Linked DNA regions of Mus musculus: all the other regions are linked to region 1. The links are chromatin contacts, called in public Hi-C and HiChIP or PLAC-seq maps. All regions are on one chromosome and are shown on one strand. Each heading gives the region's core, a stretch centred on a gene start, on an enhancer-like site or on the middle of the called end of the contact. The rest is flanking DNA. Distances are from core to core; before and after follow the strand shown.

Region 1 (3,322 bases), core at 37-2,536:
TTTCCAAAAATCAGGAATGCTGTTTGGTCTGGACAGGCTGTGTGCCCTAAAACACCACTTACAGGATCACCGGGGCCCTGTGTAAATATTTTAGCCACAGATTTTGAGAACACGGGTTTTTAAGGGATTTCCATCCCTTCATTGCAAGTCAGGAATCTGAACCGTGTTGCTTGTTATTAGATGAAAATTAATTGTGTGTTATATCTATTGCTGACAAGTCTGGGCCTCCTAACTTGATTATAACTAATTTGGTTATAATTTGGAGGTTGTAATCCAGGACTTCCCTACGGAGGTACTGGAGTGTGGGAGGAGCCCAGTAACACACCCCTTCTTCCTGGTTGAATTGATTGACAAAGGAAAAGCAGACAGAGGAATCTAGGAAATGGAAATGAAAACACAATCCAAGGAAAGGACAGTAAGGCTGATTACAAAGAAGTGGGTTATGGGTGTCTGTCTAATTACCCAGCCCACAGTTAGCCAGGTTTAGCCATTCAAACCAAAACCATGCTGGGCAGGGGCTGACCCAGGCCTCACAAGCCAAGCCTGCTGACAGACTGAAGGCATTAGACGCGCTGTCCAAGAGAACAAAAGAAAGGAAACTCGGGGTCTGCATTCTGTGGCTGTACCAAACTACCAAGGTCATGTAAAGTATGAAGGAAAAAGGGTTATTTGGGCCCCTACTTCTAAAAGCCGAAGCGCTCAGTTCCCGCTTCTCCTCTGCTTCTGGTAAGAGCCATAAGGTGGCTCAATCCATGGTACAGCATAGAAAAGAGGAGAGGGCAAAGAAGTCAGCTAGCCTGTTCTCATGATAACTCGCTCCTGGGGGAAGTACGAGAATCCTTTCATGATGGCGGCAAGCCCCCATGACCCAGACACTTCCGTTTGGCAGGAACAAACCGCATCCAAGCAGGGGCAAGTTTAGCATCTCAGTCCCTTCTCTCCAGCCCATCAATTACGGTAGGAACTTCTCCTCCTGTGAGAATCAGTAAGAAAGAGGACCAAAGGTCTGGGGATGCAGCTAAGTTAGAAGGGTGTTTGCCCAGCATACACAAAGCCCCGGTTCCATCCATAACACTTCATAAACTAGGCATGGCGCTACACACTCAAAACCCTGGCGCTCAGGGGGTGGAGGGAGGAGGATAAGAAGTTCAAGGTCACTTCCAGCTACATAATGAATTCCAGGCCAGCCTTCGGTTACATCACACCCTGTCTCAAGCTGCCACCCTGTCTCAAGCTGCCAATCATAAAAAAGGAGGGACAAAGCAGCTAAGACGTTGCCGCCCTGGCTCTAGCCCCATGGAAACCGGAAGCTCACCACCGACAGAGGAATGGCACAGAGTACATCTTCAGTCACTCCCTCCCAGACCCCCGGTTTTGACAAAGAAAACGAAGCTGCTAAGATCAGAAAGCAGAACTTGAGTATGAAGAGGAAGTTGGCCCTGAGGCTTCGTTTCTATCTCGTAACACTCCATTTTCTAGGTAGAAAAGTAACACTGGGCATAGTGATATAGTCTCATAATCCCAGAGCTAGGCAGGCTGCTACCTTTAAAAATATAAAAATAGGGGGCTGGTGAGATGGCTCAGTGGTTAAGAACACTGACTGGTCTTCCGGAGGTCTTGAGTTTGAATCCCAACAACCACATGGTGGCTCACAACCATCCATAACGAGAGCTGATGCCCTCTTCTGGAGTGTCTGAAGACAGCTACAGTATGCTTACATATAAAAATAAATAAATCTTTGGGTCAGAGTGAGCGGAGCCTGAGTGAGCAGAGGTCCTGAGTTCAGTTCCCAGCAAACCACATAATGGCTCACAACCATCTGTAAAGCTACAGTGTACTCATCTACATAAAATAAGTAAATAAGTAAATAAATAAGTACTTTTTTAAAAAGCCCACAACTTTTCCATTTTCATCTTTTTGTCTTTTTCTGATACTGACCAAAAGCCTGTATGTGCTTTCTCTGATGGTCTAGGTTTTCCAAGTGTTCTCTGAAGACAACCTCTATGTCCATCTCTTTCTACAGCCACTTGCTCCCTTCTGTGCCTAACCTTAAAGGCCTGAGGGGCTGAAGAGATGGCTCAGTGGCTAACTGAGCATACTGCTCTTGCAGAGGACCCGAGTTCGACTCCCAGCACCCATATCAGGCAGCTCACAGCTGCCTGCAAATCTAGCTCAAGGTCCGCAACCACTGGTTCCCGCAGGCACTGGTGCTTGTAAACGTGAGCCTGCATGTAGGTACGTGTACCGCACACATGCCAGGTGCCTAGAGAGGTAAACAAAGGTATCCGATCCCCTGGAACTGGTTAGAAGCCACAGCAAGCCACAGCCTGATGTGAAACCAAAGGTTTTCTGCAAGAACAGCTGGGCATGGTGGCGTGGTGGTGGGCGTGGTGGCGTGGTGGTGGGCATGGTGACGCACGCCTTTAATCCCAGCACTTGGGAGGCAGAGGCAGGTGGATTTCTGAGTTCGAGGCCAGCCTGGTCTACAGAGTGAGTTCCAGGACAGCCAGAGCTACACAGAGAAACCCTGCCTCGAAAAACCAAAACCAAAACAAAACAAAACAAAACAAAACAAAACAAAACAAAACAAAAACAGCTGCTGCTCTTAACTACTGAGCTCTCCCTCAGCCCCAAGTAAATGGAAAATTTCAAGAATCTAAAGGAGCGGCTGGTGCGATCCTTCACTCAGCCAGTTGAGAGCATGTATCAATCTTTCTGAGGACCCAAGAGTTTGGTTCCCAGCAGCCGCATCAGGTGGTTCACAATTGCCTGTAACAACCAGCTCAGCGGGGACCTGATGCCTCTGATCTTCATGTCACCTGCACTTATGTATGCGCATACACACACAGAGACATACAGAAGCACGCACATACATGTACTTAAAAATATTTTTAAAACCACGGGTAGTAGCGCATATCTTTAATCCCATGAAATCAGGATCCTGTCTAATCACAGGCCAATGGATTTCAACCCACCCACTCTGAGACCAAGGTAACTCTCTTTTTTTTTTTTTTTTTTTAGATTTGGTTTTATTTTGCCGTGTGTTTGCCTGCATGTGTAGGAGTTCTTTCATGCTAGCCTGGTGCCCCCAGAGGTCAGAAGAGGACATGAGATCCTCTGCGATTAGACTTGCAGACAGTTGTGAGCCACCATGTGATGGGGACTGAACCTGAGTCCCCTGCGAGAGCAGCCAGCACTCTAACCACTGAGCCATCTCTCCAGGCCCCGTGGTGACTCTTTTAAGACAGGCTATGTGCAGGGACTTCGATAAGCATGCCTCCAGGTGTCCACATGAGAGGAACAGCCCAAAGGGTTGCTTGTG
Region 2 (3,183 bases), core at 542-3,041, 80 kb before region 1:
AGGACGGGCTTACGTTTTCCAAGGCTGGTAAGTTACACTCATGGTGCACCTTAGTGATTCTGGCTCGGGGAGAGGGGGTGTGGCCCCACACCCTTTTGTCTATCTTCGGGCTCCACCAGCACAGGCAATCGGGAAGCTCTGGCTCAGTTTTAGACCTTGACCATTTCATGGCCAAGGATTAGATAACTTTATCTCTACAGTCACCCAGGACAGGGTTCTCAAAAGCTCACTGCACGCACTCTGTATAAAGCAGTTTCTGTGAGTTACAGACTGTGGAGGCCCTGCCCCTCACCAAGTACAAACTGCACATGCCGAGGGCCAGGAGGGAGTGTCACAGTCACACCAGCTTTTCCCAGTTCCAAGTTCAAATCAGACCCGTTCATCAACGCCAGTGCTAAGCAGCTAGCACCTAATCACTACAAAGCAAACAGGGCCTCATGTAGCCCAGGTCCGCCTCAAACTTCCTATGTAGCCAAGGAGAACTCCGAACATGTGCACCTCGTGCTTCTTTGTCCTGAATTCTGATTATGGGCATGCAGCATAACACCCAACCCAAGACTTTATGCACACTAACCAACTAACCAGGTAAGTACTCTGACCTTCCTTTGACACATGCTCACTATATAGCCTTGGCTGTCTTGGAACTCTGTGACTAGGCTGCCTCCCAGGTGCTGTTAAAAACATGTGGCACCTCTCCTGGCAAACACTTCTTAATATGTATGGGTGTTTTGTCTTCATAAGTGTCTGTGTGCCATATATGTACAGTGCCCGCAGAGGCCAGAAGAAGGCATCAGGTTCCCTGGAACGGGAGTTACAGGCAGTTGTGAACTACCATGTGAGTCCTGAGACGAACCCAGGTCCTCTGAAAGAGCAACTAGTACTCCTAACAACTGAGCCGTCTGTCTCTTCAGCCCCACATGGACTTTAAAGGGAAGTGGGAGATGGGCAAGCCCTGGCTCCTTCAAGCATCCCAGCTCCACATTCCTCTAACAACGGCCTCCCCCAGCTGCCCAGCCCACATTCCTTGCAGCATGCAGTTCAAACATTCAGGGGAAGGAGACCGAGCATGTTATACTCTTACCAAATATTTTTACCTGTTTCCCAAACCAAGCCTGTTTATGAATCAATCTAGGCGCTCCTTGCCCAGGACAGAGTCTGCCAGCTTGGAGAGGAAAGACTTTCTGCCTCTGGTCTTTGGAGGAGGCCCCAGCTCTCTAACTCACTTTTATGTTCTTGTTTTTTTCCTTATCAATCAAAGTGTGGAATCTAAGTTAAGGGAACATTCATCAGACCCTCCTGGCTAGGTGCTCCCAAGTACATTCTTTGCTTTCCAACAGTACCAAAGGCAGGTCTCGAACAGGAAAATCTTGTGAGGGCAAGACCCAAGCCAGGGTCTCCATTCAAAGGAGTCCTGTCCATCAGCCATCACAGCGCCACCTCCTCCTCAGCTTTACCTGATCCCCAAGCCACCTATGTCCCGAATTGAAGCCAAAGCGGGGCTGAGCACTCTGGTTCCTTCCTGGAGCACAGACAAAGCAAAGTCTAGCCCTCGATCCGCTCTCGAATGGTTTCTCAAGCATCACCGGAAACAGCAAAGGTTCTCAGAGCGCCCCTGCCACCTTCCAATGTCACAGCAAGCGCAAATTAAAAAAAGACAAAAGCAAAACTAAAAAACCAGAGCCTTTCTACAATTCCAGAAACTTACATTTCTTACACGCAGCAGAATAAAAACCAACAGGAGGCCGACGGGGAAGTGGCCCCAAGCAAAAAGGAAGGACTTTGGAGACTTGCTGAGCGGCAAGCATTTAGGAGCGATGGAATCTCAAACACTAACACAGAAAGGCAAAAGAGCCCTGCACAGTTAGGAGCCCTTTAATTGGGCAAGATTTGCAAGGCCTGTGGAACTCTGGCGAGCCTCTGGAGTGGAAAGCATGGGGACCAATGGGAGCCACCGACTTCAAGTTCTCTTAGATACACGCCTGAGAATGACACATGGCCCCTGCCACGCTATCCCTTAAAGGCCACAGAGGACCACCTGGCCGAGGAGCCGGACTGTGCTCTTCCTCCACGGGCACCTTCAAGTCTGAGAGGGAACACTCACTCTCCTGCTGTTTCTGAGAGAAAGAAGGTATGAGAAAACTGGGAGCTGGGGTTCTGACAGTCATACATCCCCATGCACAGGCAGAGGATATAAAACTGCACAGAAAAATGGTACGTGCAAGATGGCTGCTCCTGACCTACCATGACCTTCCCAGGCCAGCAGGCCCCACAGCAGTAGGCTCTCAAGGCTATGCTTCCATGCTGTGACTAACTGTGGATCATCAATATGAAAATGAACGTGTGCCCACTGCCTGCTAATGACCAGCACAGCACAGCATAGCACAGACGTGCATCTGCTCCCACCCAGTCTCTGTCCAGCCACCCCACCCCACCGCTGCTCATCCTCAATGTCTCCTCCTCCCACTCCATGCAGCTTTCCGTGCCCCCACCCATCAAGGTGGATGAAGCCAGTCACTCAGAGGCACCCAGTGTGCAGTGATCCGGGCTCCTATTCTACAACTCTGCCCTCTACTCGCAATCCCAGCAAGTGTGGTTACCCACAGGGGATGCTCACAAGATCAGGCCTGTTAGCGTTGCCTTGTAGACACGTAGTGAAGTGAAGGACACTAGACCCCGAGAGTCCAAGCCATTCCCTCATCTTGTCCCCTCAGCTCCATGTAACCCCTGACCTCAGCATGTGCTACCCAACAGGCAGCAGCGTGGGCACGCACTGTGGCTGGGACTGAAGTATGGAGATAGACAGACATAGAGAACAGAGCTAGCACGAGAATGTAACCCAGGAAAAGGGCCACCATGTCAGAGCATCCAAACCGACGAGTCATGGGGCTGGGGGACTAAGGCAAGCCCAGGGTCAAAGGTGAATCTCCAAGAGCGTACTCTGGCTGTGGAGAGAGGGGCCCAGCAACAAGGAAACTGACTCGGGGGACTCTCCAAAGACTCAAGCATCATAGGGCGGAGTGTGACCGTAAATGTCCACGGAACTGCTCCAGGGAGGTGTGACAACACTCACACCCAACAGGCTGGCCGGGTAGTGTTCTGAGTAACAGCTGGGCAGTCTGCACCATGTCTAGAGCGCTTCCAGCATGCTGGCCTCTCTCTCTCTCCTGGATTCAGCCCCAGGGT
Region 3 (3,521 bases), core at 548-3,047, 94 kb after region 1:
TCTGGCCTCCACAGGCACCAGACATACATGTAGGCAAACAATCGTAGGCAGGAGAAAAAATAAAAGAAGAAGAAGAAGAAGGAGACGGAGAAGAAGAAGAAGAAGAAGAAGAAGAAGAAGAAGAAGAAGAAGAAGAAGAAGAAGAAGAAGAAGAAGAAGAAGAAGAAGAAGAAGAAGAGGACGAGGAGGAGGAAGAGGAGGAGGAGGAGGAGGAGGAGGAGAAACCTTTGCCAGCATTATAGATCAAGTAACAGATTATGACGATAAGCCCTGATTCCCATGCTGCAAACATATCTCCTGCTGCTGTGTTAGGCACACCAGGGCTATGAGAGGCACCTCAGGATGAAACGCCAGTGAGAGACACAGAAGCCAACAGCTAGCACCGACATAGGACTGTCAAGCTGTTGGAGCACACAGTGTCATCTAATCTCCCCTGACACCCCGTGAGTCAGACACGGAATTCTGCTAACTGTGGCTGGAGAGAAAAGAAGGCCAAGGGATCAGCCGCCACCGGCCCTGAATGCGCAGAACCTACTGAGCATCAGAGCTGGGATCGCAAGTGGGTCTCTGACGCTCCATCCAGGGGTGACCTTCTGTTTCCTCAGGCCTCACAGTGTGGAGTGAAAGACAGGGTCCGTCTTTTGGGTGCTGCGGCTGACTTCACCCACCTTTGGGTGTGAGTGGATACCGTTGATCTGCGGATTTGGACACCGGGCATCTTAAGCACCTTCTGCCTTGAGCACCTGGCGGAACTCGGTTCCACCAGATCCTTGGTTGCCTGGTGCTGGAGACCTCGGTAGAGGCTCTTGACCTCTCTGAGCCTCAGCGTAACACCTTCTTCCTGGTATTTATATTTCTGGCATGTATATTCTGGCTTTATAGTTGGGGGTAGGAATCTGGGTAGAGATATTCCAGGACAAACCAAGGCCATGAACGCAGTGGGCTCTTCTAAGTGGGAGGTATTTCCATTTCAAAAAAGATACGTGTCAGGTTCTCTTCACACTGCTGTACATTTTCTCTCCTCCTCCTCCTTTCCCTCCTCCCCTCCCTCTTCTTCCTCCCCCCTTTCCTATAGAAATGACCACTTTACGTTTCCTTTGCCCATTTCTTGTCCATTTCCTTCCACTAGAATGGAAGTTCACAGATGGGAAGCGTCATCTAATGTCGTGGTGTCCAGATAGATGGTCCAGAGCAGTACCTGGTACCTACAAGGTGTGAAGAAAACTTGGTCATCACTAGGAGGCGCTAGGCCCTACCCCTGTTTGCAGTGACTACCCTTCCAATGGCTTGGAGATTCCCAAATCCCTCACACTGAGACTTGGAGCGCCAACAGGTCAGGGAGGGGGACCTTCACCAAAATCACTCAGTGTTGTTAGAGAACTGGCAGGGTTGATCCAAAGGTGAAGTGTGGTAGAAATTATTTACCCATTGTATAGATCCAGCAGCTGAGGCTCAGAGGGATCTCAAAGGACTTGCTCGGTATTTCCCAGCTGACTTCTCTTGAAAGCTCGGTGATTCTTACAGTGAGTGGCTCGACCCCCATTGGGGAGCAGTCTCCGGGTACATACAGGTCACGTCCCCCTTCCTTGACTTCTGCCTGCGCCATCACCACATGTGGGCAGGGGAGCCACAGGCGAAGGTGTGGGGGCTGCGGGCGCCCGGGAGCGCTTGGAGCATCCTTCTCCAGGCCTAGGGTACCACAACCCCGCTCGCCAGCTAAGAGGGGCTCGACTCTGCCCGCCCACCGCGGGGCGGGGCGGGGCGCACGCTCGGAGCCTCCGGGACCGCGCGTGGCTGAAGCGTCGCGGGCTCCTGCGCACCATCTCCCCGGCTCGGGAGCCCTATGCCCGCCGCGCCACCAGCCGCTGCCTGTAGTCTCCAGCCCCGCGGCGCTTGCCGCAGTCGCCGGCAGCGGATCACCCGCGAGCGCCCAGGTAGGGAGCGCGGGCGGGAGGCGGCCAGGCGAGCCGGCGCGGCCGGGAGGGCGGAGCGCCGCGCCGCGCTGCGCTCCTCTGCCAGCCCTCTCTCCCCCACCAGGTCTGGCCCGGCCCGGTCCGCGGCCTCCGGTACCCGGGATCCTTCAGTGCCTAGGGGAGAAAGGAGACCTGCTTTCCGCCGCCGAGCTGCGCTCCTGTTCTTGGGCCACCCCATTGCGACCCCCACGCGCGACAGCTCGTGATCAAGCGTACTCACACGCCCACCCTCCTCAGAGAGACTGCCCCGACCGGAAGGCGGGAGTTCGCCTCCTGCTCCCACCTCCCCAGCCGTGCCTCTGGCCAGGAGCCCCACCCCCATCCTTAGGCATCCCCGGTGGCTCTATTCCATTCCAGGGCTCTCATCCAGCCCCAGCCCAACTTTCATGGACTCGGCGCATCGGTACCCCTCCCCAAACTTCTTACCCGAGTACTCCAGGTGGCCCCGCCATAGGAGGCGCCCCTACAATCTCTCCCCGACCTCTTGTAATGGTTGCTCGGTGACCTAAGAACCCTGTTTTGCCACCTACTCCTCTGAGGTGCAGTTTTTACCCATCTTGCTTTCTCTTCCTTTGGCTTCACCCTGTATCCGCATTCACCATATCCTGTCCTGGTCCTCAACCCTAGTCCCCATGGTTCCAGAGCCCGGCCCTGTCAACAGTAGCACCCCAGCCTGGGGCCCCGGGCCACCGCCAGCCCCAGGGGGCAGCGGCTGGGTGGCCGCTGCGCTGTGCGTGGTCATCGTGCTGACGGCAGCCGCCAATTCGCTGCTGATCGCGCTCATCTGCACGCAGCCCGCGCTGCGCAACACGTCTAACTTCTTCCTGGTGTCGCTCTTCACGTCGGACCTGATGGTGGGATTGGTGGTGATGCCCCCAGCCATGCTGAACGCGCTGTATGGGCGCTGGGTGCTAGCTCGCGGCCTCTGTCTGCTTTGGACCGCCTTCGACGTGATGTGCTGCAGCGCCTCCATTCTCAACCTCTGCCTCATCAGCCTGGACCGCTACCTGCTCATCCTCTCGCCGCTGCGCTACAAGCTGCGCATGACAGCCCCGCGTGCCCTGGCGCTCATCCTGGGTGCCTGGAGCCTCGCCGCGCTGGCCTCCTTCCTGCCCCTCTTGCTGGGCTGGCATGAACTGGGCAAAGCTCGAACATCTGCCCCGGGCCAGTGCCGCCTATTGGCCAGCCTGCCTTATGTCCTCGTGGCGTCCGGCGTCACCTTTTTCCTGCCTTCGGGTGCCATCTGCTTCACCTACTGCAGGATCTTGCTGGCTGCCCGCAAGCAGGCGGTGCAAGTGGCCTCGCTCACCACGGGCACGGCTACGGCTGGCCAGGCCTTGGAAACCTTGCAGGTACCCGGGGTGGGTTTGGGAGACCTGGCTTTCGGGATGGGGAGAAATAAACCGCCCTTGGGAAACCACTGGGTGACTGCCTCATAGTTAACAGTCGTTGCTAATCCCCCAAGGCCGGTGGCTATGGCTTTCGGATGAATTTCAAGCTCTGACTGTGGTGGGATATGCGGGCTGTGGTGAGCTGGGTATGGAGGAG
Region 4 (3,537 bases), core at 367-2,866, 120 kb before region 1:
GAGTGAGCGAGCCAGCAGAAGGCAGGGCACACAGCCCTTGCTCCTTGAGCCAGTGGAGTGGGTGCACCTAGCACCCTCTGCTGGAGAGGCGGAGATAGTGCCACGGATTGAGCTTCATCAGGAGCAAGAGCTCAAACCTGGCTTTTGCCCAGAGTGCAGAGCACACACACCACACACGCGTTCACACTACGTGGGGCTGAGACTATGCGTTAATGTGGCTGCCCAGCAGCTGTGAGCAGACACAGGTTAGTGGCAGGGTCTCAGCAGGTTGGTGAGTCCTGTTTAGTGGGGAGGCCTCACGCCCTTCAGACAGGATACCTGGGTCGGCTCAATTATCAGGCTGGATGTAGACCTGGCGCTGGGTCAGCACTTGAGAAAGTTCCCTCTGCAACTGCTTAAACTTGTGGTTGTCGGGGATAGCATCAAGAGATCTACAGAGAGTGTTCAGAGAGGGTGAAGCCACAGCAAGAGAGCAACAGCAATGCCGAACAAGAACCTGGCAGCCGTGGGCAAAGGCAGAGACAGGAGAAGGCCACCACGACACTGGAACTGACTGCACACCACAACCACAGTTGGCAGTGGCCCCGGTCTTTAGGGGTTCACACCCGACCCCACACAGGCTCAGATGTTCCTCGTGTTTTCCTCATTACTGGGAATGGAGGAGTCTGGCCTGGCAGGAGAGGGTGCATTTGGTGCCACAGGACCCAGTGTCAGGCCTGACAGATCAGATACTCAGGACCACTGGGGACCAGGAGGGGCTGTCTTACCTAAATAATGCTGCTGGGTGAACTCACAAGTTACACCCCGCCTTTCTGTTGGGTGCATTAAATTCTGGGCCAGGGAATGACATCAGAAGACTGGGCCCCACAGAGTCACAACAGAGCTGGACTGCAGAGCCCTCCCAACCCTGCTCTCCTAACCCTGTCGGCACCCTGCCTCCCGGATGGGACAAGGCCACCGAGAAAGGAGTGGGGAAAGAGGAAAGAGCTCAGACAGGATCCTGGCCACATGACTCCAAGGCCAGTGCTATCTCAGTCCCTCCTCAGTTACTTCCCCTCTCCCCAGCTGGGTCCTGCCTCCCACTCCCACTCCACTGGAGCCAGAGGCCAGTGAGTCCTGCCTGCTTCTGCAAAACACAGAGCACTAGACAGCGGCAGGAGCTTTCAAATGGAACCTCAGGCCAGGCTGCTCAGCTCTCTTCAGTGTCTTGAGATCTGTGTGGGGGCCTCCCAAACCCAACTCCAAAGGGCCTGGGCACATTCTGTAGCCAGCCCGTGGCCAGCTCCACCATGCAGGTATCAAAGCTTGCTGTGGTCAGTGAGCCCAGAGACCAGACCTGGTAGAGGTCATAGAAAGTGCTGAGCCAATTTCTGAGCCTTTCAAACTGCAACTGTGAAGCCATCCCTGACCTCAGCTCGCTAAGGAGTCTGGGACTGCAGCCCCAGGTTTGGCACATTACCTCAGCCCGTTGACGATGTCCTTTGTTTTTCCAAAGTAGATCTCATTCAGCGTGCTTCGGATTTTGTTTTCCATGTCCTGGGAAGGGAGGTGAGTCAGTGGAGCCAGCCCACAGGAAACAAGGCCCACACCCACCTGCAACCTCTCAGCCTGCAGTCCCTGCCTTGGCCACAGGGTGGAGCTGTGGGGCCACTCCCCTGTGTTGAGAGCCAATGCCAGGCTGCCAGAACCCCACCTATAATTTGTGTTTTGGGTCTTTCTTATCCTTAGGCATGGAGGAAGCCAGCACCTAGGGGCTGATGGCCAATTCTGACCACTGCCGGGAGTGGGTCTAAACCACATCACCAGAGCACTGCCTGGCCACCATCTCTGTGAACAGTTCTGTGAAACCAGAGAACATGTCTCCAGTCCAAACAACACCTCGCTCTTCCAAACGGGACGTGGTGACAGGCGAGACTGCAGCAGCCACAAGTGAAGCTGCTCCAAGGCCCCTGGTGTTCCAACGATCTGTTTGCACCCCGAGTTCATCACTGTTCACACACAGCGATCAGGGGAAACAAGGCCGAGCAGAGGCGCTGGGGTGGGTGGGCCTGGAGCCCGGCTTCACTTGCTTCCAAGTCAGAAGAAAACTCAGAAAACTGTAGGCAGGGCGGGAACGGGAACAGCTGCAGCACAGGGAGGCAGTGGAGAGCAGGCAGGCCTGTGCGGCACTGGGGCAGGGTGAACCTGGACCACTCACCTCCACCAGGCGCCCGATGTTGGCTATGTGTGGGGAACAGTCACTCACAGTTTCGTCTTTCTCCATCTGCAGAGATACATTGTTTAGTCAGAGAAAGCTGCAGCTTCAGAAAGCAGCCTGACACCACCAACTGACCAACACACCTGCCCTCCAGTCCTCTGCCCCAGGTGGCTGACCCTGTGTGTCACGGTCCTCTGGCAGCTGGTGGCTCTGTGGAGCTGTTGTTATAAGGCCACTTTTCTAGCACCAATGACTTAAGTGTTGGGTTGTAAACAGCCTGGCCAGCAGACCTGAAGTCCTACCATTTCTAGGCATGGCCTGCTGATGCCGCTCTGAGGATGGGCCTCCCACCTAGCTCCTAGGGCCACAACAGGGAGGGCAAAGGCCACCCTGGCCATCACTTTGGCCTTGCCTATCTTTACATCACTCCTGCAGCCACAGGTAGAAACTGCTACTCAGATTCGGGTGTGGCCTGGTTTGGCATTGGAATCCTCCCATATCCCATCATTGCCACATCTTGACTGGCTAGCCCAGTAATGGCAGCCATGGACCCTGTCAGCTAACACCTGGCTAGGAGGGACTCCCAGGCCCTATCCAGCATCCCCACCACTCCAAAGTCAGGAGCTAGCGGTGCAGGGGAATGTGAGACTCCTGGGTTATAAGGCACGAGGCCAACAGCCAGCTCAGCGCATGAACGGAGGAGCTGGCAGGGAGATAAGGGGACCTGCTGCTGGGTTCTGGTTTTCCTATGGTGAGCTTTACCTCCCTGACAAGGGTGCAACAGAGAGAAGAGAGCAGCCCACCTTCAGATTCACAGGGAACCAGGAGAGTACTGAGTATTTAGAAGCTAAACATGGGGGCTGAAGGCTCAGTGGTTAGGAACACAGGCTGCTCTTCCAGAGAACTGGGATTCAATTCCTGGAACCCACATGATGGCGTGTAAATGTCAGTAACTTCAATCCCTTCCTCCTGGATGGGACAAGGACTAGTGAAGCCAGGCTGTATGTAGGGGGAATCCCAGGACGCCAGCAGGGCTGAGTGGCCTGTCACTGCATATGGCAGAGTGGCCCAATAGGTTCTAACAGACAGGCACCTGCTTATACTACAGTTAGCGCTGGACCACTGGGGAACAGTGGGGTGATCATTTAGCACCGTGCTGTAAGCTGAGAATCTAGTTAAGAGTAATAGGCTGGACCCAAGGGCCTCCCAGAGCCACATGACTCTGCAGAACAGAGTTCTGGTACTGGCAAGGGATTTGACTAAGAGCTGCTGAAAGGAGGTGGTGATGCAGGCCTGTGAGAGCCATCGGTACCTTGGTCCCCGAGTCTAGCTCCTGAACT

What was found. A called contact is a pair of places that touch in the nucleus more often than the background predicts. HiChIP or PLAC-seq counts read pairs in DNA pulled down with a chosen protein or histone mark.
Region 2: a contact with region 1 is called in a Hi-C map of bone marrow-derived macrophages, with 2.0 times the contacts expected there. The contact joins two enhancer-like sites. A contact is called at or near these places in 16 of 484 Hi-C or Micro-C datasets (B cells, the Ba/F3 cell line, CD4 T cells and 8 more), 5 of 115 datasets of contacts at active chromatin or transcription factors (the HPC-7 cell line, bone marrow-derived macrophages, embryonic stem cells and 2 more) and 3 of 9 other capture datasets (adipose tissue, liver and pancreatic islet).
Region 3: a contact with region 1 is called in a Hi-C map of B cells, with 1.9 times the contacts expected there. The contact joins the promoter of Htr6 here to the enhancer-like site in region 1. A contact is called at or near these places in 3 of 39 promoter capture datasets (the 3T3-L1 cell line, cranial neural crest and second pharyngeal arch cranial neural crest), 2 of 15 datasets of contacts at CTCF or cohesin (CD8 T cells and pro-B cells), 38 of 484 Hi-C or Micro-C datasets (8-cell embryo, B cells, the Ba/F3 cell line and 23 more), 3 of 115 datasets of contacts at active chromatin or transcription factors (embryonic stem cells, microglia and neural progenitor cells) and 3 of 9 other capture datasets (adipose tissue, liver and pancreatic islet).
Region 4: a contact with region 1 is called in an H3K27ac HiChIP or PLAC-seq map of microglia, with 4 times the contacts expected there. The contact joins two enhancer-like sites. A contact is called at or near these places in 3 of 484 Hi-C or Micro-C datasets (bone marrow-derived macrophages, morula and uterus), 5 of 115 datasets of contacts at active chromatin or transcription factors (bone marrow-derived macrophages, embryonic stem cells and microglia) and 3 of 9 other capture datasets (adipose tissue, liver and pancreatic islet).

Annotation. Positions count from the first base shown.
Region 1 is chr4:139,167,480-139,170,801 of GRCm38.p6, reverse strand. No RefSeq gene overlaps it. Among named protein-coding and RNA genes, the nearest start is that of Gm33304, 3.8 kb to the right of the region's middle. Within about 2 kb of position 1,286, at least 120 of the 459 cell types and tissues checked have an H3K27ac peak or open chromatin away from gene starts, as enhancers often do. A contact at or near this core is called in 8-cell embryo, B cells, the Ba/F3 cell line and 12 more, where this site is marked.
Region 2 is chr4:139,248,084-139,251,266 of GRCm38.p6, reverse strand. The region is part of intron 2 of Capzb (capping protein (actin filament) muscle Z-line, beta); the gene reads right to left. Among named protein-coding and RNA genes, the nearest start is that of Capzb, 57 kb to the right of the region's middle. Within about 2 kb of position 1,791, at least 48 of the 459 cell types and tissues checked have an H3K27ac peak or open chromatin away from gene starts, as enhancers often do. A contact at or near this core is called in bone marrow-derived macrophages and microglia, where this site is marked.
Region 3 is chr4:139,073,846-139,077,366 of GRCm38.p6, reverse strand. Htr6 (5-hydroxytryptamine (serotonin) receptor 6) reads left to right here and starts at 1,797. Exons shown (of 4, transcript NM_001377096.1): 1 at 1,797-1,934; 2 at 2,038-3,325. The coding sequence starts at 2,606.
Region 4 is chr4:139,285,755-139,289,291 of GRCm38.p6, reverse strand. It overlaps Capzb (capping protein (actin filament) muscle Z-line, beta), which reads right to left. Exons shown (of 9, transcript NM_009798.4): 7 at 2,198-2,263; 8 at 1,460-1,536. Among named protein-coding and RNA genes, the nearest start is that of Slc66a1, 23 kb to the left of the region's middle. Within about 2 kb of position 1,616, at least 62 of the 459 cell types and tissues checked have an H3K27ac peak or open chromatin away from gene starts, as enhancers often do. A contact at or near this core is called in bone marrow-derived macrophages and microglia, where this site is marked.